7 separate regions of the Mus musculus genome follow, and regions 2, 3, 4, 5, 6 and 7 are each linked to region 1. A link is a contact called in public promoter capture Hi-C data. All regions are on one chromosome and are shown on one strand. The core of a region is the stretch at or near the end of the contact, and the rest is flanking DNA. Distances in the headings are between cores, read along the strand shown. Region 1 holds the start of Commd6 (COMM domain containing 6). Region 2 holds the start of D130079A08Rik (RIKEN cDNA D130079A08 gene). Region 3 holds the start of Mzt1 (mitotic spindle organizing protein 1). Region 4 holds the start of Dis3 (DIS3 homolog, exosome endoribonuclease and 3'-5' exoribonuclease). Region 5 overlaps Pibf1 (progesterone immunomodulatory binding factor 1). Region 6 holds the start of Klf5 (Kruppel-like factor 5). Region 7 holds the start of Slain1 (SLAIN motif family, member 1).

Region 1 (3,206 bases), core at 290-2,789:
CTAGAGACATGAGCTCCAGGGTACTGGTTAGTTCATATTGTTGTTAAACCTATAAAGTTGTAGACCCCTTTAGCTCCTTGGGTACTTTCTCTAGCTCCTCCATTGGGAACCCTGTGATCCCTCCAATAGCTGACTGTGAGCATCCACTTCTGTGTTTGCTAGGCCCCGGCATAGTCTCACAAGAGACAGCTATATCTGGGTCCTTTCAGCAAAATCTTGCTAGTGAATGCAATGATGTCAGCGTTTGGAGGCTGATTATGGGATGGATCCCTGGATATGGCAGTCTCTAGATGGTCCATCCTTTTGTCTCTGCTCCAAACTTTGTCTCTGTAACTCCTTCCATGGGTGTTTTGTTCCCATTTCTAAGAAGGGGCAAAGTGTCCACACTTTGGTCTTCTTTCTTCTTGAGTTTCATAAATTGTATCTTATATCTTGGGTATTCTAAGTTTCTGGGCTAATATCCACTTATCAGTGAGTACATATCATTTGAGTTCTTTTGTGATTGGGTTACCTCACTCAGGATGATGCCCTCCAGGTCCATCCATTTGCCTAGGAATTTCATAAATTCATTCTTTTTAATAGCTGAGTAGTACTCCATTGTGTAAATGTACCACATTTTCTGTATCCATTCCTCTGTTGAGGGGCATCTGGGTTCTTTCCAGCTTCTGGCTATTATAAATAAGGCTGCTATGAACATAGTGGAGCATGTGTCCTTCTTACCGGTTGGGACATCTTCTGGATATATGACCAGGAGAGGTATTGCGGGAACTTCCGGTAGTACTATGTCCAATTTTCTGAGGAACCGCCAGACTGATTTCCAGAGTGGTTGTACAAGCTTGCAATCCCACCAACAATGGAGGAGTGTTCCTCTTGGTTAGAGTGTTCTTAGGAGACAAGCGCTCATTTATTTAAGAAAAAATCGTTAAGCACATTTGTACAGTAAAGCTGTAACCGTTGGTAAATGTGGGTGGCATGTTATTATTTGCAACTTGTATGAAAATATTTTCAAGGTTTTTTTTTTTTCTCCTAAATAAAATATTGGCAGGAGAATAAAAATCAGTGTGGATATTCTCTGCAGAATGCATCTGGTGTCAACAGAAGAGAAGACAGGATGAGAAGTTGCTGCTGAAATTTGGAGTAATAGCAGAGATTTTAAAAAGGCTCCACCCTCCTTAAGTCAGGCTAAGCCGGTGAACTCGGTCCCAGGGAAGAGTTCTCGCTAGACAATTGTAGTTATAGTCACACCAGAGTCCACACTAGGGGTGTGGCCACAAGCCGATTGGTGTCACTGCAGGCACAGTGACTTTGCGCTTGCGCAGAGATGAGCCCACTTCTTGCCCTACGATGGGGGAGCCGACATCCTGGATGTCACGAGTCCTCCACCAGGTTTCCTGCACGTCTCTGGACCTTTCTCCCCCCCACAGAACTTTCCCTTTCCCAGTATCTCATAAAACTGATGTTTAACTGAGACAAAACTCGAATTACATAGAAATCTATTCTCCGCAACCTAGCGTGAGTGGGCGGGGCCTAGGTCCGGAAGCGGAAGTGCTGGCCGGTGGATCACACTGTGGTCATGGAGGAGTCTGGGTTCAGGGAGCCCGTGCTGGATGCCAAGTCGGAGGTGAGTACGGGCTGGAAGGAGAAGGGTCTGGGGCGGACGCTGGCGCCCGGACTGCGTTTCTCTAACTCGTGTCTCTGCTTCCGTTCCAGGTCACGGGCCAGGTGAGTGGCCGCCCCGCCGTCCCATCCCCTGCTCGCCGATCCTTCCCCGGGCTGCGCTTCCCTCTTGCACCCGAGGGGATGGCCGCTGTGGCTGTCACTTAAACTGCCCTGCCCCTAGAGTGCAGCCCGAGCGCTGGTCCACCTTTATTAGGCACCCTTTATTCCTTTACTCCAAGGCAGGAATACGATGTTTTCAAATGTGACGCTTACAAGAGACATTGCTAAGATTTGCAAAAATAGCGTCCTCCCTTTTTCTTTTAACGATAGCTTATTTTGAGGCGGGCTAGCCGGGGAACTTTGCTAGGAAAACCAGACTGGCTTGAGCTCTCTCAGATCCACTGGCCTCTGCCTCTGAGGCGCAGGGATCGAAGGTGTGCTCCGTCAAGCTCAGTCATTTCTTTAAAGACCTTACTCTGAAGAGGAACTCTAACTTGTCTAACCTCTCTTATGTTACATTAAGAATAAATAGGATTTTTGACTTCCTAAAGTTATACTAACACTTTTCCAAGACAGAACATTGGGAGTTTTAGTCAGGAGTTACCTATGTTCACCTAAATATAAGAAAAGTGCTGAAGTTAAAACATGGTAAGAATACAGAGGCTGAGAGAAGAGTGTACTGACTGCTCCTTGTCTCCAAATGATTTTTTTTTTTTTGGAAGCAGGCTCTCACTAAACTTCTGAGGTCGGCCTTAACTTGTAACCCACACTGGCCTCGAACTTGTGGTCATCTGGCCTCAGCATCTAACTGGCTGGATTTAGAGCTTAGAAGTCTCCAGCTTTTCTTGCTGTTGGTTTGGAAGAGTCCTGCAAGGGCACTCTGTGATACGGATAAACCTGCTCTATTTTGTGTAACCGTATATGAAGTTAGTGGCTTTTTGTTGCTTTGTTCTTGTTTTAAGATTTTATCTGTCTGTATAACACGTGGGTCCCTAGAGACCAGAAGGGGCCTCAGAGTCGCTGGAATTGCAGAAATAGATGGTTGTGAGCTGCCATGTAGGTGCTGGGAACTGAACCTGGGTCCCCTGGAAGAGCAGCAAGTGCTTTTAACCACTGAGCCATCTCTCCAGTCAGAGTTACCTGAGTTGGTTTATTATTACTATTCAACCCCACGTTATTTTGACCTCTCGTTTTGTATGTTCCATTAAAGATGCTTTGAAACTGACCTGTACTGGGCTGTACGTATCTATGTATGTACGTATGAAGTTTATATGTATGTATTTTAGGAAACTTTTCCACCCTAAAGCAATATGAATCCATCGGTCACAGTTCTGGGAGTCAGAGGTATAAAACCAGTTTTACAGGGCCAAGGTGGAGGAAGGTTGTGGTCTGGCTGCAGGGGAGGGTCTCTTGTTTGTCTCTTCCTGCTCTTAGAGCCCACCTCCTATCTTGTTTGTGGCCTCAGCTCAGTTCCAACCCCTGCCTCTCTTCTGACTCCAACCCTCTTTCCTTCCTTCTAGAAAAGCTGTTATTACATTGGGATCACA
Region 2 (3,206 bases), core at 428-2,927, 2.8 Mb before region 1:
GAAATTAATAAAATGAATGATAACAAGAAGCTAATTAAAAACTTTCTTAATTGTTGTCAAGTCAGCTTGATGGGAAACAGCCCTGGGTGACTCCATCCCTGAAAACCGCAGGCTGCGGAGGGTGGCGCTGGCTGTCCGAGCACTCCTCTGACTCTGTGATTACGGGAGCAACTCCTGGGCTCCCTGCTTCCCGCAGCCGCCCTTTTGTAACCCACCCACCCCACCCGCCTAACTTTTCACGACAGGGAGGGAGGATGGCGTGTGCAGGCCCAAACCAGAGTAACTGGGTCGTGTATTCAGCTACCAGGGGTGCACCCCCCACACACACACACACGCCCGAGCTTCTTGCTGGGGACCCCTGGCCCCTAGGTTCCTAGTCGCCAGACAACCAGCATTTTCCCGGTCAGGGGCAGCATACAGCCAGGCAAGAGTAGATGCGAGCGGGTTAAGAGCCCAAGGCTAGGGCATCCCGCGCGCGTGCGCACTGGTAGCCACCGAGCTCAGACCGTGGTGGGGGCGAGTCCGAGCGGACTGAGTGCGTGGAGCGTGGCGGGGGGGTGGGGGATGGGGGGGGGAAAGGGAGGGAGCAGAGCCCGCACATGCGCACTGAGCGCGACTTGGGGGAGTCAGCTGCAGTTCCCGGTTTCAAAAATTAGGCGCTGTCAGAGGTCGAGTTCCTCTCCTAAGTGCCTTTGAGATCAGTTTGAGTGAAAAGGGAAGAAGACGCAAATCTCATATTAGTTAAAAATTCTCTTTTTACATCCCAACTTGCCTAAGTCAAAAGTCAGTTAACGGATGCAGAAGTTTCAAATTTGGTTTTGCAGGTTTAATTTTTATTTTATTTTTTATTTTAATTTTTTGTTTATTTTCAAAAGAATTGGATGAATACGACCTAGGCTTTTGCTTTGTTGTTAAGATGCAATACCCCGCGAACTGATTAGACTAGAGAGGATTTATATCTGGACGAAAGGATTGGGGTGCTGCAAAGCCCTCGTGTTCTCCCTCAGATCGTCCCCCTCCCCCGGTGGAATGGGGAAGAGCGTCCCAGTCTGCTCTGAGGGAGGTGGCTAGGAACAAATTGAAGGGGTGAAGGGAAGCGGAAGGGACTGGCAGAGAGCTTGATGAAGACTTGGCAAAGAGGGTGGATGGAGAGAAAAGAGACCGCGCATTTATCGAGTAAAACGAATTGCAAGCATAAGTTTGTTTAATAACTCCGACGCCTAGCCTCAGCACAGCACAATGTATACAAACTTCTATAGACGAGAATCGGAATAAAACAAAACGTTGACAATTTCCAACCGCGGAAAATCACTTGCACAGGTCTCTTCTCTCCCTCCCGCCCCTGCCAAGTGTTGACAATAAACATTTAATGAAGGCAGAGACCTGGCCGTCTCCAGACAGTGTCAGAATACTTTCAGCAGACCATTAGCACGGCTTCTTCTACTTCAAACATCGCGTGGCACACCCTTACATTATTAAAAAAAAATACAACGTGTGAGATAAATAATCCGTTCACAAAGCTATCTTAAGTGGTCTGCAGGAGTTCTGACGCCCCTGTACTTACTAACAGAAAGTAACTCATTGTAGATTACTCGCGCTTAAAAATGTTAAATACAGTTAATGCAATATTAATCGCCCTTTGGTGATATAAAATGCAATATTTTCAGGCAGCTATTGAGCTTTTCCAGAGGAAGGGCTGATGAGAAGAGTCGCAGCTGAATAGTGAGAGAAAAAGCCTGGTATTTATTGCTTTTGTTTGGCTTTTGGCTACAGAGACAGGAACCTTCTAATGGGGTAAGGACATTTATTTTATCTGCAATCTATTGCTGAGAGAGCAGGGGCGGCAGATGGGGCTGGTGCGATATTCACAGTGTAATTTAGAGCAAATCCTAATAACTAATAATGATTTATGTTAATTTTGATCATCTCTGCGACTTTATCAAATCGTTGCGATGAAAGAAAGAAAAAGAAAGAGAAGCTAAATGTGCAGAGGGCTCTGAGGCTCACGGGTTTGGGAGCTCGCGTCCTGGGCTCTGCAGAATCTTAAAATGCATTCTGTTTTAGCAATGGAAATGTAGGAATTTGAAAAGGCAGGTAGGTAGGGTGCCTTTGACGAGGTACAGAGATGTTTGGATCAGGCTTATCTTTCTTGTCAAATCTACTTAAAATGTGTAGCCTTTCAGCGGCAAGCGCTTTTTATCTGTTTTCACTAAAACCGAATACGTTTTGGTTGTTTTGTTTGCCTACATTTAAACTAAACTTAAAAAAAAAATCCTCATGTTGGGTGCAGAGGGGCGGGGGCGGGAGCTATCTTGGGACTGGGAAAGCAGGGAACAAATGTAAGTTAATAGAGTCTTCCGAATGGGTAATCTTAATGTCTAGGTTCCAAGTGAGTTTAAGCTCGGCCAGCAATCTCTTGGCGCACACTGCCACTCCTCTTGAAGAAGTTCTTTTACTGGTTCCTTGAGTCCACTGCCAACTAACTCCTAATCTTTACCTTCCATCTGACACATGTTTGCCAGCATCAACTTAGGGAAACCAATTTCGGCCTTTACCACCCATCTCTACCTCCTTCCAAGAAATTCCCAGGCTTTTAAACTTAAACCGGTCTCTTCTCTCTTGACTTCCTTTGGTAAAGTGGCACACGAATAGAACTCCCAGGGGCTTCCAATTGAAACCCGGTTTTGCACTGAAATCCGGACTATTTTCGGCTAGAGTCCCAGCAGTTTTGAAAGGAAGGGCGCAGCCTCGCTCCTGGCAGTTTACTTCTCACTTACCTTTTGTGGGTTTTAACGCCTCGGGGCTATAGTTTGAAAGTAAAACAGCTTCAAAGCATCGCCTTATTAGCTCTGTATTTGAGGAATCCAGAGATGAAAACTACCTAAAAGGTTTAATAGGGCGGAACAGTATTTATTTGCCAAGCAAACAGCCAGAATATAGTTCAAAAGGGGCGCAGTGGCTTCTCAGCGGGAGGCTGGAAGGGCGAGAACGTGGGCAAAGCGAATTTCAAGCTTCAGTTCTGAGGTTAAAGTGAATCAAGTAAGCTCGGAATGAGATGGATCTTTTGATTTTTTTTTTTAACATTATCTCTCGCGCCCAACATTTATATATTCGGACATATACTCACAGGGTTTCTTCTGCCTTCCGAGTTGTTGTCAAGACTTTTGGTTTGTTAGTAAACTTTGATATTTTGCTTAGGAAGATGG
Region 3 (3,206 bases), core at 253-2,752, 2.6 Mb after region 1:
TGTGGGCAGTTCCTGGATGTCGACCTCCTGCATAAGAGCGCTCAGATCATGTCTGCTCAAAGAACCATTACAAGATTAGGTGCCATCTTCTTCTTGTATTTACACTTAAAATTATTTGTAGTTACTTTCACTTAAAATCACTTGTAAACACTAGGCAAGAGAAACTTACTGGTAGTTTTGTGGACTTAAAGATAGAAGGACTAGCAAGGGTTTGTTCATGGAGATTAGAATAATCACTGGGACTTTCAAAGGGATTTAAAACAGGGATCCTTCCTGGAGTTTCTGGTGTTATTTGCATTTTTAATTCGCTGACATCTCCCATAGCCCAGGAAGCAAACTAGAAAGAAATCAAAAGTACACATATTAAAATTACTGAATATCATAGATATTAATCCCGACAAAATACATTCAACATCTCACTCCAAATCGAATCCTCTTGGGGTTAAGTTTCTATGGTTTACAAAGGAGAATCAGCCCTGCACGTTTTCTCAGATGATCCGGAGCCGAGCCTTGGGAGCTGGGGAAGGTACGGCAATGCTCCTATCACTTTTTCAGAGGAAGCAACGCATGCACGGAAGTTATGCGGCATATATGAAGCAGCCAACCGGTTATGAGTGGGCTCTGGTCCAATCTGATTACACCAAAAATAAGTGCCTTTCCAACCAAACGACTTCTATTTATCGTTTTCCTTATTCATCATCTCAAGACAAAACCGTACGAACACCGTCCGGATACCCAAGTAATTCCACACAGAACTGCAATTTTTACTACTGGCACGTTAGTCCTCACTTGAACAGGGTGAGTGACAGGCTGGACCCAGGTGGGGATTTAAACTACTTTTCCTAAAGAGCACTCCCCCTCCGGGATCCAAAGGCACGCTGCATTCCTTCCAAAGAGGGTTACAGCCAGAAGGGAGATGGGGGCGGGGGTGAAGAAGAAGAAAAGAAAAGAATTTACTTTTGTAAGATCAAAGTTGAGCGGGCTCCCTCGGAAACAGCAGAGACGTCACTTCCAGCGACCATTCAGTGTCCAGGCGCCCTCTCTCTCTGCTCCCCTTCACACCTAGGCGAGCTCACAGGTACGTCTGGGGCCAGGAAACCAGAGCGGTCCACCTCGAAGCAGGAGTCCAGGCCTGGGGCCACGGAGAACGTACCTACACTCGTGGGCAACGTGGAAGTTCTAGCATCACCCTGCAGATGCCCACGCCAGGCGCCGACTCTTTAACTCCCTCCGTGCTCTCCGGCCAACCAGGGCGCGGGGCGGGGAGAGGTCACCGGCCAATCGCGTCCCACCGCCGTCCGCGAACCAGCCAATGGCGTCGAGGCGGCCGGGTGAATTCGAACGCTAACTCCTCGCTCTACGTTCCGCGCAAGGGAACGAGGCTCCAAATTCAAATCAACGCGGTCCGGCGTCGGCGCTCGGCGCTCGGCGCGAGGGGGCGTGGCCCGGGCGGCGGGGGCGTGGCCTGGGCGGTGCGAGCGCCGCCGCGCGGTGTGTGGGCGGGGCCGAGCGGCGGCGGGCGCTCCAGTTCCGGGTCAGGCCTTCTCCCACCGGGGCGGGGGCCTCTCCTCTCCATGGCGAGCGGTAGCGGCCCGGGCGCGGCGGCCTCGGCCAACCTGAACGCGGTGAGGGAGACCATGGACGGTGAGTGCGCGTCGTTCTCGTCTGACCGGGCCTGCGCTTCCCGGCGCCGAGCCCCCGGATGGAGGCGTCGTAGAGGGCCCCACGGTCCCCGCGTCGGCCTCGGCGGTATCCTGCGAGGGGACGGGGAAGGGGACCCGCCGCGACCTCGAAGCTGGCGGCCCCAGAGCTCCGGTCTTCCGCTGCGGCGGAGTTTGGCGCGCGCGGGGCGTTCCAGGCCTCGCGACCGCTGCCTGCGAGCCCATCCTGGGGCCACGCGACCCGCCAAGTGTCTGGCGCCTGCTCGTGTCTGGCGCGTGCTCGTGGCCTGGGGACCCGGGGCGAAAGGGGTCGTGGACCTTTTTGTCCACGCGGTGAGCTCAGTTCCGGGGCCCAGGCGTTTCAGTAACGGGTTATTTGTTTCCAGTGATTGAGCACCACTCCCCGTCACCATCTCCCACTCCTTAGATCGGGCGACACGGGTGACCGCGGTTGTGGGTGTGTCCGCGCCCGCTGCCTGATAGGTAGAGCGCACCCAGAGGTACAGAAATAAGTCTCAGAGTTCCCTTCTCTCTGCTATGGTTCTGCAGCTTTGTCCCTCTCGGACCCAACACTTAGAAAGTAACTATTATTCGTAAACAATAAAATAAAGTTGTAGCTCCGGGTATTTAAAATAAGACAGCCAGGTAAAGTGTGTGTCAAGTGATCGGTTTTATTTGCTTTTTCTTTTGCGTTAGCAAGCATCTTTCTTTGTCTTAATTTTACACGTTTCCATCTACGTGTGGTTCTACATGTCTGTTTTGGCAGTGGCTTTGATGGTTTCCAGAGGTTACCCCCTCAACATCTTTCTCAAAAGATAACCTTACGCTTTGCAGTGGTTTTCCCCACCTAATTGTTTGCCACATTGTTCTTTTTCTGTCTCCAGCCTGTCTTTTTTTTTTTTCTTTTTTCTTTCATCTTAGATGTTCCACGGCTTATTGTTTTGTAAAAATAAATGTATGTACACAAGGGTACCGTTGTGGTTTTTAGGTTGTGTTGTTCTGAGATAAGACTCTTGCCTGTGTAGCCTAGAGTGACCTCAAGTTCCTGAGCTTCTCTTTTTGCCTCTGGAGCGTCCATGGGGTGCTGGGTGCACCAGTGTGTGTTGTGAGTAGTGTCTGAAGAGAACTGGTTAAGTTGGTGGGCCTGCTGTGAGGGCTAAGGCTTTGCATCCCAACCTTTTGTGAGAGAACGTGTTGTAAAGTAAAAAGTACACAGTATAAAAACATTTAAGAAGTTTGTTTGCTTTTTTAACGAAGTAAGAGTATGTGTGAGGTTTTAGCCCATTTAAGTCATTGTAAAAGAACCAGCATGAAATTTTCAGTTTGGATCTTCCTTTGATAGCAGTTTTTCTTGAAGCTCAAATTTTTTTCTCCTTATCATTTTGCTCATTTCAGGTTACTAACAGTGACTTTAAGCTTTTCCTGTCAGTGGTTGCTAGGTTAGTGGGACTCACCTGTAAAGTGTTCTTTTCAATTTCGAGGGCAAGCAGGTATGTAACTTTGCACATGTTGTGGGAGGAATATGATTTTTCCCAGCCGTACACT
Region 4 (3,206 bases), core at 503-3,002, 2.5 Mb after region 1:
TTGTTTGTTTTGTTTTTTCGTTTTTGAGACAGAAAAATCACATAGTCTGGCTATCCTAGACCTCCCCATGTAAATCAGGATGGCCTAGAATTCAGAGCAATGGGCCTGCCTCTGCTTCCAAGGGCTGGGATTAAAGGCATGTGCAGCCGCACCCGGCCTATACACCAACTTATCTTTCCTTTTCAGTTTCAAGAGAATAACAGTTTGCATCTGACCTTACCTTTGTAAGATAATCCATTTTCAAGTTGTCGATCATCATGTTTTTCTGGGATAGCTCGATTTTCAGTAACTGAATATTATGAAGTATCTCTTTTCTTTCGATTAACTGCCTGGTGATTTTGACTTTACCTTCTCGCTCCTCTGATGATGAGACATCATCTGTATGAATGGTTGTTTCCAAACTAATATCTTCAGACTCCAGAGAACTAGAGATATTTACTTTTTTTGGTTCCTTGGCAATTTTGCGAGACATTTTATTATTTGAATCAATCTTCTGTAGAATAAAAAGAAATAAAGTTAAATATACAAAAAAAAAAAAACCTACTACAGGGCATACAGAGCATTAAAGAGACACCAAGGATCGCCTAGATCATTAGGTATTGGAAGGTCCCAAATGTAAGCCAGATTAGTGTTCAAATCAAACAGACTCACTAAATCCTATCATGAACTCACCCATTGTCCTGTGTGTGTGTGTGTGTCTCGGGGCAAGAATCTTACTTGAAGGTAACAGATAAATAAAGTCATGTAAAATAGAAAGGATAGCCCTATAATACTAAGTTTCAAACTCAAGGAGAGGTTGATTTTTGTCACTGAAGGTCCTCACAGAAGTAGTATTGAAATCTGGACACAGAGAGAAAAATGTTGGTATGTCGGTGGAGGGTTTATAAAGCAAGACTTACATGCCAGGTTTAGTTTTACAGTTAAGGCATCACCGAAAAATTTGAAAACAGGCTCAGAGTGCGACAAAAGCATTTTTAAATAACTTGAAAAACCTAAAGAGGTTAGAAGGGTACAAACTCGAATATTCTGAATAGCACATTTTAGCCTTCACAAGGCTTTTTGTAACTCCCTTGTTTAAATACGACACGATTTAGTAAAATAGTTATAGAACTAGCTATTTCAGTTTCTCTAAGAGGAACGCTAAAGAAGGAGGTCTGTGTGGTGGGGGGGAACAGGAAGAGCTTCAGTACAATCCGCCTCTTTCCTTTTTAAAGGGAAAGGATTGGGGGGGAAAAAAAGTAAAATAAGAAAACAAATCCTTGCGTGAGTTACCAAGGACCAGGGACCGGCTTCTCCCTCTTTGATTAAGAAATCCGTACATTCTAAACTTCCTACATTTTAGCATCTCTGCGCCGCGTGAGAAAGAAAGGGAAAAGGATTCCTGGAAGCTACCTCTCAATGGTCAGTAACTCCGCATATAAGGATAACACCAGCTTCACCCGGACTCTTGGAAGAACCAATGGCGTCTTCAGTCAGCAGCTCAGGCTGCCACCCCTCAACAGGTATCTCGGGGCTACCGGACCGTTAGGATCGGTCACCAAGACAACCACACGCCGTGCCCCAGAAGAAGTCGGAAGAACCTGGGGTGCGCAGGTACCCAAGCTCACTCCTTCCCGGAAGCCAGTCGGAAGCGGTGCAGGCTGGGAGCTGTAGTCCAGAGGAAAGCCCCGCCCACCGGCGGGAGGAAACAACCAACACTCGCCCAATCACCGCGACCGTCGGGGAACGAACGCGCCTTCGTGTTTTCTCGCGAGAGTGACCTCACCAGCCAGCGGGCAAAAGCGGGAATGCGCGTGGCCGCGCCTCGGTTTCTTAGCTGACGGCCGGGATCCCACGCCGCGAGGCGAGATGCTCAGGTCCAAGACGTTCTTGAAGAAGACCCGCGCGGGCGGCGTGGTGAAGATCGTGCGCGAGCACTACCTGCGGGATGACATCGGCTGCGGCGCGCCGGCTTGCTCGGCCTGCGGCGGGGCGCACGCGGGCCCGGCCCTGGAGCTGCAGCCCCGGGACCAGGCGAGCAGCCTCTGCCCGTGGCCGCACTACCTTCTGCCGGACACCAATGTGCTGCTGCACCAGGTGCGTGGACGCGGGGCCGCGTGGTGACGAGGGGGCGTGGCAGACAGGGACGCTGGGGACCGGGGAGGCGGGTCTTGGGATGTTGGATGGAGAGAGGCAAGTACCGTGGCTACCCTCGCTCGCATCCTGCCATCCAGGCTGAGGTACCGTTCCCTGATGTCACTTTATTTATTTATATATATATATTTTTTTTCGGTTCTTGGAGTCTTATTTTTAGACACGTTACATTTTCTAACCCCTGGTGTCTCTTCTACTTTAGATTATAAGTGCCTGGAAGCCGGGGACCTGGGCTTCTGTGGCCTCCAGATTGCGACCCCCAGGCAGCTTGTAAGTGCCTACGAACAAAAAATTGTGTGGGCCAGCATAATTTACTTATTAATAGCTCTGGTATTGCAAACTCTGTGGTCCGATTATGGGTGCTTGTCATCGTCTCAGGCCTACAGGGTCCCCCCTTAGTGACTTTGTCAAGTTTTTTCTGCAGCCAAGTACCACTTTGGCCTAACGGAGAGTCAGTGTTTTAAACTGTCACAAGAATTCAGGCTGGGCAGAGAGTTCAAGGTAGAACTGAAAACGGGGGAGTTAACATTTGGCTTTGGTTTTTTAAGATTGATGTCCTCGAACACCCGGCCATCAGAAATGTCATTGTGCTACAAACAGTGATGCAAGAAGTGAGAAACCGGAGCGCCCCCATCTACAAGCGAATCAGGGATGTGACCAATAACCAGGAAAAGCATTTCTATACCTTCACTAATGAGCACCATAAGTAAGTATCACAAAACCACAGGGCTACCTAAATTTAACAGACTTCTTGGAAAGGAATTTATCAAACACAGGCTGTAGCTTCCTGTGCTGCTTGGTGGTTACCTGGTTGTGTGGAAGACAGTGCTACCTACATAGGCTCATCTAAGGTCGCAGTGTTAGTGAGGTCACACCCTAAACCAGGATCTAGCCGCTAAAGTCGTCCTTTTACTTCTGAAATGCTCCCTTTAAGTTGTCTATTGAGTTGAATGGTTGATTCTTTGGCGATAAGAACCATCTACACTCCTGTAATCCCATATTATGTGAGTGACAAATATATAGGAGAAAAATGTGGGAGTTTGTGATTAATAAGCTTTATCTTACATCTGATT
Region 5 (3,206 bases), core at 485-2,984, 2.5 Mb after region 1:
TGGGTGGGTGAACACCCTCATAGAGGCAGGGGAATGGGAGGATGGGATGGGGGTTCCTGAAGGGGAGACCTGGAAAGGAGAAAACATTTGAAATGTAAATAAAGAAAATATTCAATAAAAAGAAAACAAATAAAAAAACCAAGCAAACAAACAAAAAGAAATCAAACTGAGTTAGCCACGAGAAGCAAGCAGCAAATCAGCACCTCTCCATGGCTCTGCATTAGTTCCTGCCCTGTTTGACTTCCTGACTTCCTTTGGTGATGACGAAAGGTGACGTACAAGTGTAAGCAAATAAACCCTTTCCTCTGCTCTTGTCCGACATGTGTCATCACAGCAACAGTGGCCCTGCCTGAGACCGTTCCTATATGCGTTTTCTGCTACTTCCCGACAAAACCAGTAAAAACACAAATAAATCAGAATGGGTCCAGGTATATGTTTAGGCTTCCAGGCTGGAATCCTCTAAAGAGAATTCCCATTTTCTTTGTCAAGTGAAGCATCAAGTGAGTTGACAGAAGTGAGAAGTGTGAGTTGGAGGTTTGTAGCCAGAGGAAGGGAGGGAAGGCCTAAAACAGCTCTCAGGAGACTGGAAGGATCAGGGGGAAAAGCCCAGCGGTGCCCCACTGGAGGCTGCTAACAACGAATTAGAAGTACTTGGTGCTGCTAATGGGATTTTCTCCCCAGTAATGCTCAGCTAGACAAACAGAGGTGCCTTGGGCTATTTTGATAAAAAGAAAGTTGAAATTAAAGGCCATCAACAAGAGAGATGTTAAAGATGGATAAGGCAGTTAAGAGGATAGAAAACATACTTTTGGACTGATTCAACCATGTGAATTAGAAATTTTGTTATAAACACATAGCTGAGAACTGTGGCTGAGTATTCTGATGATGTGCACAAGCAGAGAAGCAGATGCCGATGTGAAGGGAGATATGCAAAGGTGTACAAACCTGCAGACCTGACCTGGGGATATAGCTCAGAAAACAGCACATGTCTAGCATATGCCTAGCACATGCAAAGCTCTGGGCTCCATCCACAGCACTGAAAAAGAACTGAAACACAGTGGGGAGGGAAATAAAAGCACAAACGCTTAGACAGTCACATCTGAACGTGACGTCATCTTTAACTTTCATTCACCTGACCTAATTGTCACCTGACGTAAGTCTTGGAGGTTTATTTGCCACAGTCTGCTAACCTAGGCTAGTCCTGGAAGCTTCTGGCCTCCATACAATCTAATCTAGCCTAGAATGTTTCAGCCTCTGAGATTTACTGCTAAATAAGCTCACCCTTTCTAGATCTTTCTGATCTCTGGCTACCTGGCTCAACTCAGCTGTTCTGGCTCAAAACTCTCCAAGCTGACTGATTCTATCTGGCATCTCTCTTGGCCTCTGACTTTTGCTCTGCTTGGCCCCAAACTAACTCTAGTAATCTGTCCTAATCTTCTGGCTGCTTCGCATTCTCTGGCTTGTTCTGTTTTCACCTCTGTCTAGCTTGTCTCTCTGCAGCCTGCCTCTGTACAACTGTCCCGGTAAAACTGCCCCTTAAGGAGCTTCCTTTCCCTCTCTGCTCTCCTGAGAGTCGGAGATATCCTACTCTGTCAAGTCTTTTTCTGATTTGTCACTTTGTCTGCTACTCAATTAGGCATCACTTTCACACATGGATGTTTCCTCCTACAAACTAACCTCACCTTCATTGATTGTGTACTAAGGGTGTGTCTGTATTCTAGCCAGACTGGTTAAAGGGCAAGCCAAACCACAACTAGAAACAGGTTTGTTTTTCCCAGTAAATAACACAATCTCAGGGTTCATAGTATGATCAGATATTCTGCAACATGTGACTTTGAAATATGGGAAGTACAGGCACCTGCCATGGAGAAGAGTTTGCACACATGTACATGTACAATGCCATGGAGAAGAGTTTGCACACATGTACATGTACACACACATATATACGATTTTTCCTTCAGTATAAATGCCTCATAGGGAAATACAGCCAGAAGTTCAGTGTAGAAACACATACTTTATATCATGAATTTCTCTTAAATCAAAAATTTCTTTCAAGTAAAAAGTATCCTTTTAGATCTATGCTGAAGAGGAGACAGAACGATTTATAGGAGCCAGAGGTGACGGATGACTAAGGAAAGAGTATCTTACGGATGCAGAGACTGTGGCAGCCTGGAAAAGACCTCAAACTGGTACAGCAATAAGAGGAGAAAATGATATGGGTTTATATCCCTGACCAAGACACTGTCTGCAATTAATTCCCACTGGAAAAGAAGCAACGGCTTTATTCCAATGGAGTAGAATCTCACTAAGTATTAACAATGCTTCATACCTAGATGGCCAACAAAAATGAAGCCAGTGGTATTTTTGTAGACTTTTTATCTCATTTTACATGTTTGGGATTTAAAAAATGATTGTTGTTTTTCTTGTTTATTTCAAGCTCCAATTTATGGTATGTCTATTTCTTGTTTTGTTTTTTGATTTTTTTTTTTTAAAGAAAGAAAGAAAAATTTAAAAGTAAGGTGAGTAGGGAGCTGGTGGATTTGGGAGGAATTGGGGAGGAGAAAAACAATGAACAATATAATGTATGACTTTTTTTCCAATAAGTGTAAACAAATCTCTCTTTAGAGTTACAACTTTTGTTCGTTGGGGTAGGAAGATCTGCTTTGGGTACTCTTAGGAACTAAAGGTAAGAGTTGGATATGTTGGTATATGTCTGTAAGCTGAATACTTGTGAGGTGAGGCAGTTGGACTTCAAAGCCTGGTTTATGGAGTTAGACCTCGCTACCATAGCATTGGAAAACAGAAAATAGTGTACTGCCTCAAAATGGATCCACATTTTATAGCTACACAATTCTGTGGATAAGGCAAAAGGCAGTAGACTATTGCTGTATTCCCCACTGCTTTCTCCCCTGTGTTCTGTGGGAAGATGTCCACCTTACGTTCTCTCATCACTGAAAAGTGGATTGCATGTGCTAGGAGCAGCCATTCTTTGCCTCCCACAAGATAAGCAAAAGATTAAGTTTCTCATAATCCTAGCACCTAGTACTGTGGCTTTTATATAAAAGTTTTGTAAGTAATATTTATGGAAGAAGCAAGAGAGGACAATGTATAGAATTAGATGCAAAAAAATTATAAATATTTTTATAGAAAAAGAAGTAGACACAAAGTTTGCATTTGGCACCCCTTTCAAAGTGGAAATTTCTAGG
Region 6 (3,206 bases), core at 487-2,986, 2.3 Mb after region 1:
TCTTTCCCCCAGCTCTCTTCTCTAATATAACGAACGCTTTCTCTTGATTTTTTTTTTGACATTGAAAAAAAAGGAAGTCAGAAAAAGATCAAGCCCCAGGTAAATGAAATGGTTCATAGAACCATTCACCTCAGTCAGTGAATAGGAGTCGTATATTTTGCTTTTAATTTTCCAAAGAAATGTCACCTCGGACCTCAGATCATCAAGATCTGGATGTGGACGAGGACGGACGGGATTTCCCGGATATGCAGGACTTAAAAATAAAGATTCATGCTGTAGCCATGTGAGTCACATCTGACAAAATGCCACTGTCTTCTCAAAGCACCACGACACTGGCAGACCCCAAGAAATAGGCGCTCAGTGCAAATACACAATACAGCAAGAGGCTATTAAACTAAGCGTCTTGAAATAAACCGATCTTAAACCCTTTCGTGCACTGCGCTCCCGTGGCGGTTAGTGGTTTCTGATTTTAGCTCTTCCAGCTGTTTGCATGTGGGTCTGTTTCCAATTTTTTTTTTCCTTGGGACTAGCTAAAAGTCCCGGGAAGTTTTTTCTAGGCTATATGACTCCCGTGCGTGGGCGAAAGAAACAGGCGCTTGCTCTAATTCGGCTGCTGGGCAAGTGTAAAAGCCAACTGCCAGCTTTCAACGCGACTCCGAGAGGAAATTTACGCGCACACTAAGAAAAACAACACCCCTGGCCTTTTTTGTCCGTGTTTCTTTTTAAGGGAAAAGCGGTGTTCCAATACAACCTTAAGATTCTAGTTTTCCAAACGGGGCCCTACAATACATTCTAGGGTGAGCCTCCACGGGGGTATATGAAACCCCAGTACTCCAATTTGCATTTCTATTTCACCCCAGAGGACGCAGGCAGGTGGACTTCCAAGGCCAGGGCCATCGGGAGAGAGCGGTCAAGAAGCATTTTAAGCCAAGTTGAGCGTGGGCACAAGCTTTCATCCCCACGCAAGCAAAGAGAAGGTGCACGCGAGCGCGCGGCTCTCTTTAGCTCCTCTGGACAGATCCGGGTGGGCCCCCGCCCTGCTCCCCCATCCACTCCCCGGCGCCCCGTCTGGGAGCGCAGGGCGGGGCTGTCCACCCGGGCACCCGTTCCCGCGCGTCCCAGTCTGGAGCGGCCCCTGTCGCCCGCGCCTCGTAGCGGCGGGACACGCCCGAGCCGGGGAAGGGAGGCCGGCCGCTCTGCTTACCTGGACCAGCTCCTCCGAGGGCAGTCGCGGGCCAGCGGCTGGCGGCGGCGCAGGCGGGTGGTGGTGCGCGTGTTTCAGATCGTCTCCGGAGAAGAGCGCCGCGTCGCGGGCCGGGTTCGCAGCGCCCAGCACCGGCTTGAGCTGCGCGAACACGGGCTCGTCCTGCGCGGCCGGCGGCTGGGGCAGTGGTCCCAGGCGGGCGCTCATGGTCAGCACCCGCGTGGGCATGGACGGTCTGGGGATTACGGGAGCGGGACACGGAGCGATCGCGATCCCACCTCGCTCGGGCTGGCACGGGACGGCGGACTCGGCGGGGGGCCGCGGCGGGGGACCCCTGGGCCGGCAGCCAGACGCTCACGAAGGCGGGCACGGAGATCGGGGCTCCTGGGCTCGGCCACGCGTCACCGCCGAGGTCCTCGGGCAGCCACTTTCTCCCGCCCCGCCCCAGCGCTCGCTCACCCTCTCGCCGGAACCCGCTCCCGCCACCCCCAAGCTCCACCAGCAACCTAAGAGAGCGCGTACCTGCCCCGCGACTACTGACACTTGACGCCCGCCTCTATTTCACCCAACTCCGGGGAGGCAGGGCCAGCTCACCGGACTGGCAGCGTTGTGGCCAATGGCAAGGCCCCAGGGCCAGAGGGTAGCCAGTAGGAAAGAAGGCCCACGAGGTCCCGCCTCCGACGGGCCGACCGCACCCCTCGCGGGCCAGGAGCTTCGCGCGCAGGGCTGCGGCGCAGTTTGTACACAACTTCTCTGACAGATTGGGCCGGCGGAGCACGGGGCGGGCGGAGGGAAGGAGAGGAGCGGGTGGAATCTAGGAAGAGGGGGAAATCAGGGTGGAGACGCGGAGGGAGATCTCTCCGAACTGTTCTCTGCCAGGATTAGGGCGAAAAAAAAGTATTGCACGTCTTAGGTGTTGTGCAAGGACCTGAAACTCGAAAACCGAAGACAGAAGGCAGCTAGGTGGGGGGAGCTGAGGTTTCCAGTCTTAACCAATGAGTGTATTTTTTTTTTTAAGTATACAAAATGTACTTTAGAGGAAAACAAGGGGCGGTGCGAAAACAAACGTAAAACAGCCCTCCTTTCTGTGTTTTCAGCCGTAGATCTATCTATCTTTTCGCAGATTCCTTGTGGCCTGAATAAAATCTGTAAATGTCAAGCATTTTTTTTCAAGTCCTTGCATACCAACCTGGGCACATTTTCCCCTACAGTATTTAAGGAGCTACAAGTTTTCACAGACATGTCTACTCTCCTTCGCCGAATGTGGGGAAAAGGTGGGGTGGGCCATATGAATTATGAAGTTTTTAATATTTAAACCATGTTGATTCTAGCCCGAGCATGGAATCTAATTTGAGAACTAACAGCCAGCTCAACCGGGTATTTAAATAGACATTACATCTTTGGCTTATTTTTGCTAGCACTGTAGTGTTCGGAGGGGCGGGGAATGGAGTTTTAATATATTCAGAAGTATGGGTCCCATCTACCTAATACAGTGTCACCTTTTCCTACGAAACGGGAACCAAAGAAGGCACAAACATTCACAGACATTCAACAGCCCTGAAAACTGGGTATCCAAACTGGTAGGAAAGCAACAGTCAACTATATTACTACCTTTTTACTGCGTTGTTTTAATGGAAGGTGAGTGGTTTGGTTTGGTTTTGTTCTTAATTTTTGCCAGTAATCACACCAAAGGAAACGCCTTTCCTTAATCCTCAATGTTCTTGTCTATGATTTTATCTGGCTTATTGAGAAGCTGAAACAATAAACTGCGACTTAAAAAGACGCCTGTAATATTGCTATCTATTTACGTCTGTTGGCAGCACACTATACTATAATACCTACCTAGAGCACACTCGCTCCTTTACAGTGAAGCATCTTTTTAAAAAGTTCTTAGGAAAAAAAAAAAGTGCACCTGAAAGAGTGTATCACAGGTATAAGTCTCATTTCCAATGAAATTTCCAAAGTCTCACGTGTCGTTTATTTATTTATTTATTTATTTATT
Region 7 (3,206 bases), core at 406-2,905, 2.0 Mb before region 1:
CAAGGCAGGAATCTGGAGGCAAGTGCTAAATGAGAGACCATGGAGGGGTGCTAGTTACTGGGTTGCACCCCAGGACTTGCTCAACCTGCTTCCTTATTTAACCTCAGGACCACCAGCCTAGGGATGGCAACACCCACAATGGGCTGGGCCCTCCAATATCAACCATTAAGAATGTTCTACGGGCTTACCTACAGTCTGATCTTGTGGAGGCATTATTGAGGTTCCCGCCTCTCTGATGACTCTAGCCTGTGTCAAATTAACATAAAACTACCTACTTTTTCTTCAATGTGGTTTCATTTCTAAATTAATGAAAATTCCTCTTAAGTTCAATTTTTTTAAAAGAACGTAGCGCCTCCATCTGCCCCCTCCAGTCCTTAAAAAAACCTTTGCCTCTGACGTACCAGGATGGCACACCTTTAATAATCAAATCGGTATCTGAAAGGTTATCTATGAAAATACAGAGAGATGGCATATATAACTACACAACTCAACTGCAATAGCAGATGTCTGAGAAGAGGCTCATCACTAGGCGGCTTCCGATGTGACCAAAGGGGGGCTGCACACCAATCCTGTGCAGCGTTCGTTTGTAAGGAAAGAACGGTAAGCAGTGGAGGAGAGCAGAAGACAAGCACCTTCACCACACACACACACACACACACACACACACACACACACACAGAGAGAGAGAGAGAGAGAAGAGAGCAGGGCTGAGCGACAAGATGACATGAGTTGTGCATTTAAGGCTAACGAGGCGCTTGGGACCCCGTAATCAGCAAAGAGCAAAGCACGGGGCAGATGGCAGTCCCCAGTCGGACCAATAGGCACAATGCTAAAACAGGTTTCTGCCTCCATGCAAAGCTTCTGCTCAGGGCTTGGCACCTGCTAGGCCTCTGGGTCCCCTGCCTCCCACGCCCCGCCCCCGCGTGCTGGGCCTCCCAACTCCGGGGGGAGGGGGCGGCGGAGCTCGGCTATACCAGGTGTAGTCGTCCTCCTCGCTCCAGGCGGCCAAGCTCTCCAGGTCCAGCGGCTCCACCTCGTCCAGCAGCGTTGGAGGCGGCAACGGCGGCGTGGCGGCTTCCCCCGGCGGGGTCCCTGCGGTCCCCGGTTCCGGGCTGCCACCTCCGCCGAAGAAGCCCGCCGCCGGCTTGGAGTAGACGAAGGGCGCGTCAGCCGGCTGCAGGCTGCAGAGCAGGGAGGGCGCGGGGCTGGGCAAGCAGTAGGTGCCCGGGAACGCGGGGCCCAGCGCCCCCGGGCCCGGGGAGGTCGTGCTGGCCGGGGCCCTGTGCGTGGCGAGCGGGCTGCAGGCCCCGGCTGGCGGCGGGGCGGAGGGCGGCGGCGGCTGCAGCAGCAGCAGGTGCGGGGCGGCGGCCGCACTGGCCGCCCGGCTGCGCAGCTGCTCGTTCTGCTTCTCCAGCTTGCGCACCAGCTCCTGCAGCTTCTTCACCTCCAGCTCGGCGTTCACCACCGGCCCCGGGCCGGCGCCGGAGGCCGCCACCGGCGAGGCGCATTTCACCTGCTCCGCCATCATCGCGGGAGCCCCGAGCGCCGCGGCGAGGAGGCTACGCGGGCCCAGCTCGCGCAGCCTACCAGCATCAGCACCAGGGCCCAGCCTCCGGCCGAGGAAGAAGCAGCCGCGCAGCTCTGCACCGTGCTCTGCTCTAGCGGCTCCGGGTTTTAGCCGAGGCCCCGGGACGGGGCGGGGCGCGAGGGGCGGAGCTTCTGGTGATGGATGTGTCGTGGGGGCGGGACCTGCGGCGGGGACCCTCCCTGGGCATCCGTCTGCACCCACACCACCTAACCTCAGGTGCCTGATTGGACCTGGCCTGAACTTCCCGCCGCTCGCACTTCTTCCGCTTTGGGCGAGAGAACCCCACTTCTAGGACTACAGCCAGGGGCGGGATCTAAAGAAGTAGCAGGTGTCTGTGGCAGGGGAAAAACGTACCCAGGGCCAATGGCTAGCCCTCTTACAAGAGCACTTTTAGACTTCAGGGTATTGCCACCTGCTAATGAAACCTCGTGAAAAAAGGTCTGGGGAACATGATGCTCACCCCCCCCCCAAAAAAGCAACAACAGATGCTTTGGGTCTGTTTGAAAAGATGCGGCTAAGGGTAGTATTAAGTAGCACAGAAACAAAATGGTGGGATAGGAGAGAATAAGGAGGGAAAGTGAGAAATCCCAGTCTCTATGAGGGAGGATGGCCAGCTGCTGAAGAGTCAGGCGTTCACTTCAGTCTATCTAAAATAGCCATATATGAACTATCCCCACCAGTCTTTCACCATGAAAGGAGAGTTGGGTTTTCATGCTCTTTTATATTAGACAAAAGATCTTTGAGCATCTCCTGCATGCTCCACTGTGTTCTAAACGCTGGCTTTTTGAGCAAGTGAACAACAGGCATCAGTGATTGCAAATACAAGCAAAATTGTGCACCATCTGTTAAATCATTTACACTATTAAAGTCACACGTGCCTGAGCGAAAAGAGGAAAGGTATAACATTCCCTGCTTTTTTGTTGTTTGTTGGTTTGCTTGTTTGGTTTTTTTTTTTTTTTTGGGGGGGGGGATTCTTGGAAACCATGCTTTTTATTTTTTCAACAAAAATGCTTTTACGCAGATGAACCGATCGTTTTGTTCAGTTAATGTTGACTTAGCATTTTGTGGGTTTAACACAAAGGAAAGCCTGCCGTTATAGTGCGAGAACAATCCACACCGCTGATTTTCATCCTCAGACGGTGTACTAGCTTGTGAAGGGCCTCGCTCAGGCACTGTACACATGACGTCAATGAAAACATACCGCACATCTCTGTGGCAGCGCTAGGATGTTGCCTCTAATCTTTTAAAATTTGATCCTGTGCCTTGCTGCTCAGAAACACTTGTGTCTTCTCACTTGGCAAGCTACAGCTCTAAACTTGGGTGTATGTGCAAAGGTGGGTGTCCTGAATTTAACTCGGCTGGAGAGAGCTTCTGGAAGTTAGTGTATGCTAACTTCCCTGAAGTTACCTTCCACACAGAGCCCCGCTGGCCATCTGACCCCAACCACCTGTATCTCCCACCACCTTTCCAAGTTTCCTTTTTTTGGGCCTGTTGGTTATTACTAAAACCTGGAGAAGTGGAGTACTACTGCTGAAACTCCTAAGTGAAGAATCTATTGAAAGATTTTCCCCGCATGCTCAGTGGCAGATGCGGGCAGCAGTATCCCTGAAACACAAAG

The links. Promoter capture Hi-C pulls out the DNA fragments that hold promoters and counts their contacts. Capture Hi-C pulls out chosen DNA fragments and counts their contacts.
Region 2: a contact with region 1 is called in a promoter capture Hi-C map of pre-B cells, with 7 times the contacts expected there. The contact joins the promoter of D130079A08Rik here to the promoter of Commd6 in region 1.
Region 3: a contact with region 1 is called in a promoter capture Hi-C map of hippocampal neurons, with 5 times the contacts expected there. The contact joins the promoter of Mzt1 here to the promoter of Commd6 in region 1. A contact is called at or near these places in 13 of 39 promoter capture datasets (the 3T3-L1 cell line, the C10 cell line, the HPC-7 cell line and 9 more), 4 of 484 Hi-C or Micro-C datasets (CD4 T cells, CD8 T cells and rod photoreceptor), 3 of 115 datasets of contacts at active chromatin or transcription factors (embryonic forebrain, embryonic stem cells and large pre-B cells) and 2 of 9 other capture datasets (adipose tissue and liver).
Region 4: a promoter capture Hi-C map of liver shows a contact between it and region 1, with 10 times the contacts expected there. The contact joins the promoter of Dis3 here to the promoter of Commd6 in region 1. A contact is called at or near these places in 11 of 39 promoter capture datasets (the 3T3-L1 cell line, the C10 cell line, the HPC-7 cell line and 7 more), 2 of 484 Hi-C or Micro-C datasets (CD4 T cells and the G1E-ER4 cell line), 4 of 115 datasets of contacts at active chromatin or transcription factors (cardiomyocytes, embryonic limb bud, large pre-B cells and 1 more) and 2 of 9 other capture datasets (adipose tissue and liver).
Region 5: a promoter capture Hi-C map of liver shows a contact between it and region 1, with 9 times the contacts expected there. The contact joins the enhancer-like site here to the promoter of Commd6 in region 1. A contact is called at or near these places in 2 of 39 promoter capture datasets (hippocampal neurons and liver) and 2 of 115 datasets of contacts at active chromatin or transcription factors (embryonic forebrain and pro-B cells).
Region 6: a promoter capture Hi-C map of liver shows a contact between it and region 1, with 4 times the contacts expected there. The contact joins the promoter of Klf5 here to the promoter of Commd6 in region 1. A contact is called at or near these places in 5 of 39 promoter capture datasets (the 3T3-L1 cell line, hippocampal neurons, liver and 1 more) and 2 of 115 datasets of contacts at active chromatin or transcription factors (astrocytes and embryonic stem cells).
Region 7: a contact with region 1 is called in a promoter capture Hi-C map of liver, with 5 times the contacts expected there. The contact joins the promoter of Slain1 here to the promoter of Commd6 in region 1. A contact is called at or near these places in 2 of 39 promoter capture datasets (the C10 cell line and pre-B cells), 1 of 484 Hi-C or Micro-C datasets (CD4 T cells), 2 of 115 datasets of contacts at active chromatin or transcription factors (astrocytes and large pre-B cells) and 1 of 9 other capture datasets (liver).

What each region holds. Positions count from the first base shown.
Region 1 is chr14:101,638,804-101,642,009 of GRCm38.p6, reverse strand. It overlaps Commd6 (COMM domain containing 6), which reads left to right and starts at 1,539. Exons shown (of 4, transcript NM_001033132.3): 1 at 1,539-1,621; 2 at 1,711-1,722. The coding sequence starts at 1,574.
Region 2 is chr14:104,457,807-104,461,012 of GRCm38.p6, reverse strand. D130079A08Rik (RIKEN cDNA D130079A08 gene) reads left to right here and starts at 1,677. Exons shown (of 5, transcript NR_168067.1): 1 at 1,677-1,794.
Region 3 is chr14:99,044,432-99,047,637 of GRCm38.p6, reverse strand. Mzt1 (mitotic spindle organizing protein 1) reads left to right here and starts at 1,502. Exons shown (of 3, transcript NM_175245.4): 1 at 1,502-1,644. The coding sequence starts at 1,575. Bora (bora, aurora kinase A activator) reads right to left here and starts at 1,261. Exons shown (of 12, transcript NM_175265.5): 1 at 958-1,261; 2 at 170-337. The coding sequence starts at 322.
Region 4 is chr14:99,098,316-99,101,521 of GRCm38.p6, reverse strand. It overlaps Dis3 (DIS3 homolog, exosome endoribonuclease and 3'-5' exoribonuclease), which reads left to right and starts at 1,752. Exons shown (of 21, transcript NM_028315.2): 1 at 1,752-2,076; 2 at 2,682-2,839. The coding sequence starts at 1,849. It overlaps Pibf1 (progesterone immunomodulatory binding factor 1), which reads right to left and starts at 2,098. Exons shown (of 18, transcript NM_029320.3): 1 at 1,393-2,098; 2 at 221-493. The coding sequence starts at 472.
Region 5 is chr14:99,127,814-99,131,019 of GRCm38.p6, reverse strand. All of the region lies in intron 5 of Pibf1 (progesterone immunomodulatory binding factor 1), which reads right to left. Among named protein-coding and RNA genes, the nearest start is that of Dis3, 30 kb to the right of the region's middle. Within about 2 kb of position 1,734, at least 15 of the 459 cell types and tissues checked have an H3K27ac peak or open chromatin away from gene starts, as enhancers often do. A contact at or near this core is called in liver, where this site is marked.
Region 6 is chr14:99,297,221-99,300,426 of GRCm38.p6, reverse strand. Klf5 (Kruppel-like factor 5) reads right to left here and starts at 1,736. Exons shown (of 4, transcript NM_009769.4): 1 at 1,205-1,736. The coding sequence starts at 1,432.
Region 7 is chr14:103,648,677-103,651,882 of GRCm38.p6, reverse strand. It overlaps Slain1 (SLAIN motif family, member 1), which reads right to left and starts at 1,655. Exons shown (of 7, transcript NM_198014.3): 1 at 975-1,655. The coding sequence starts at 1,528.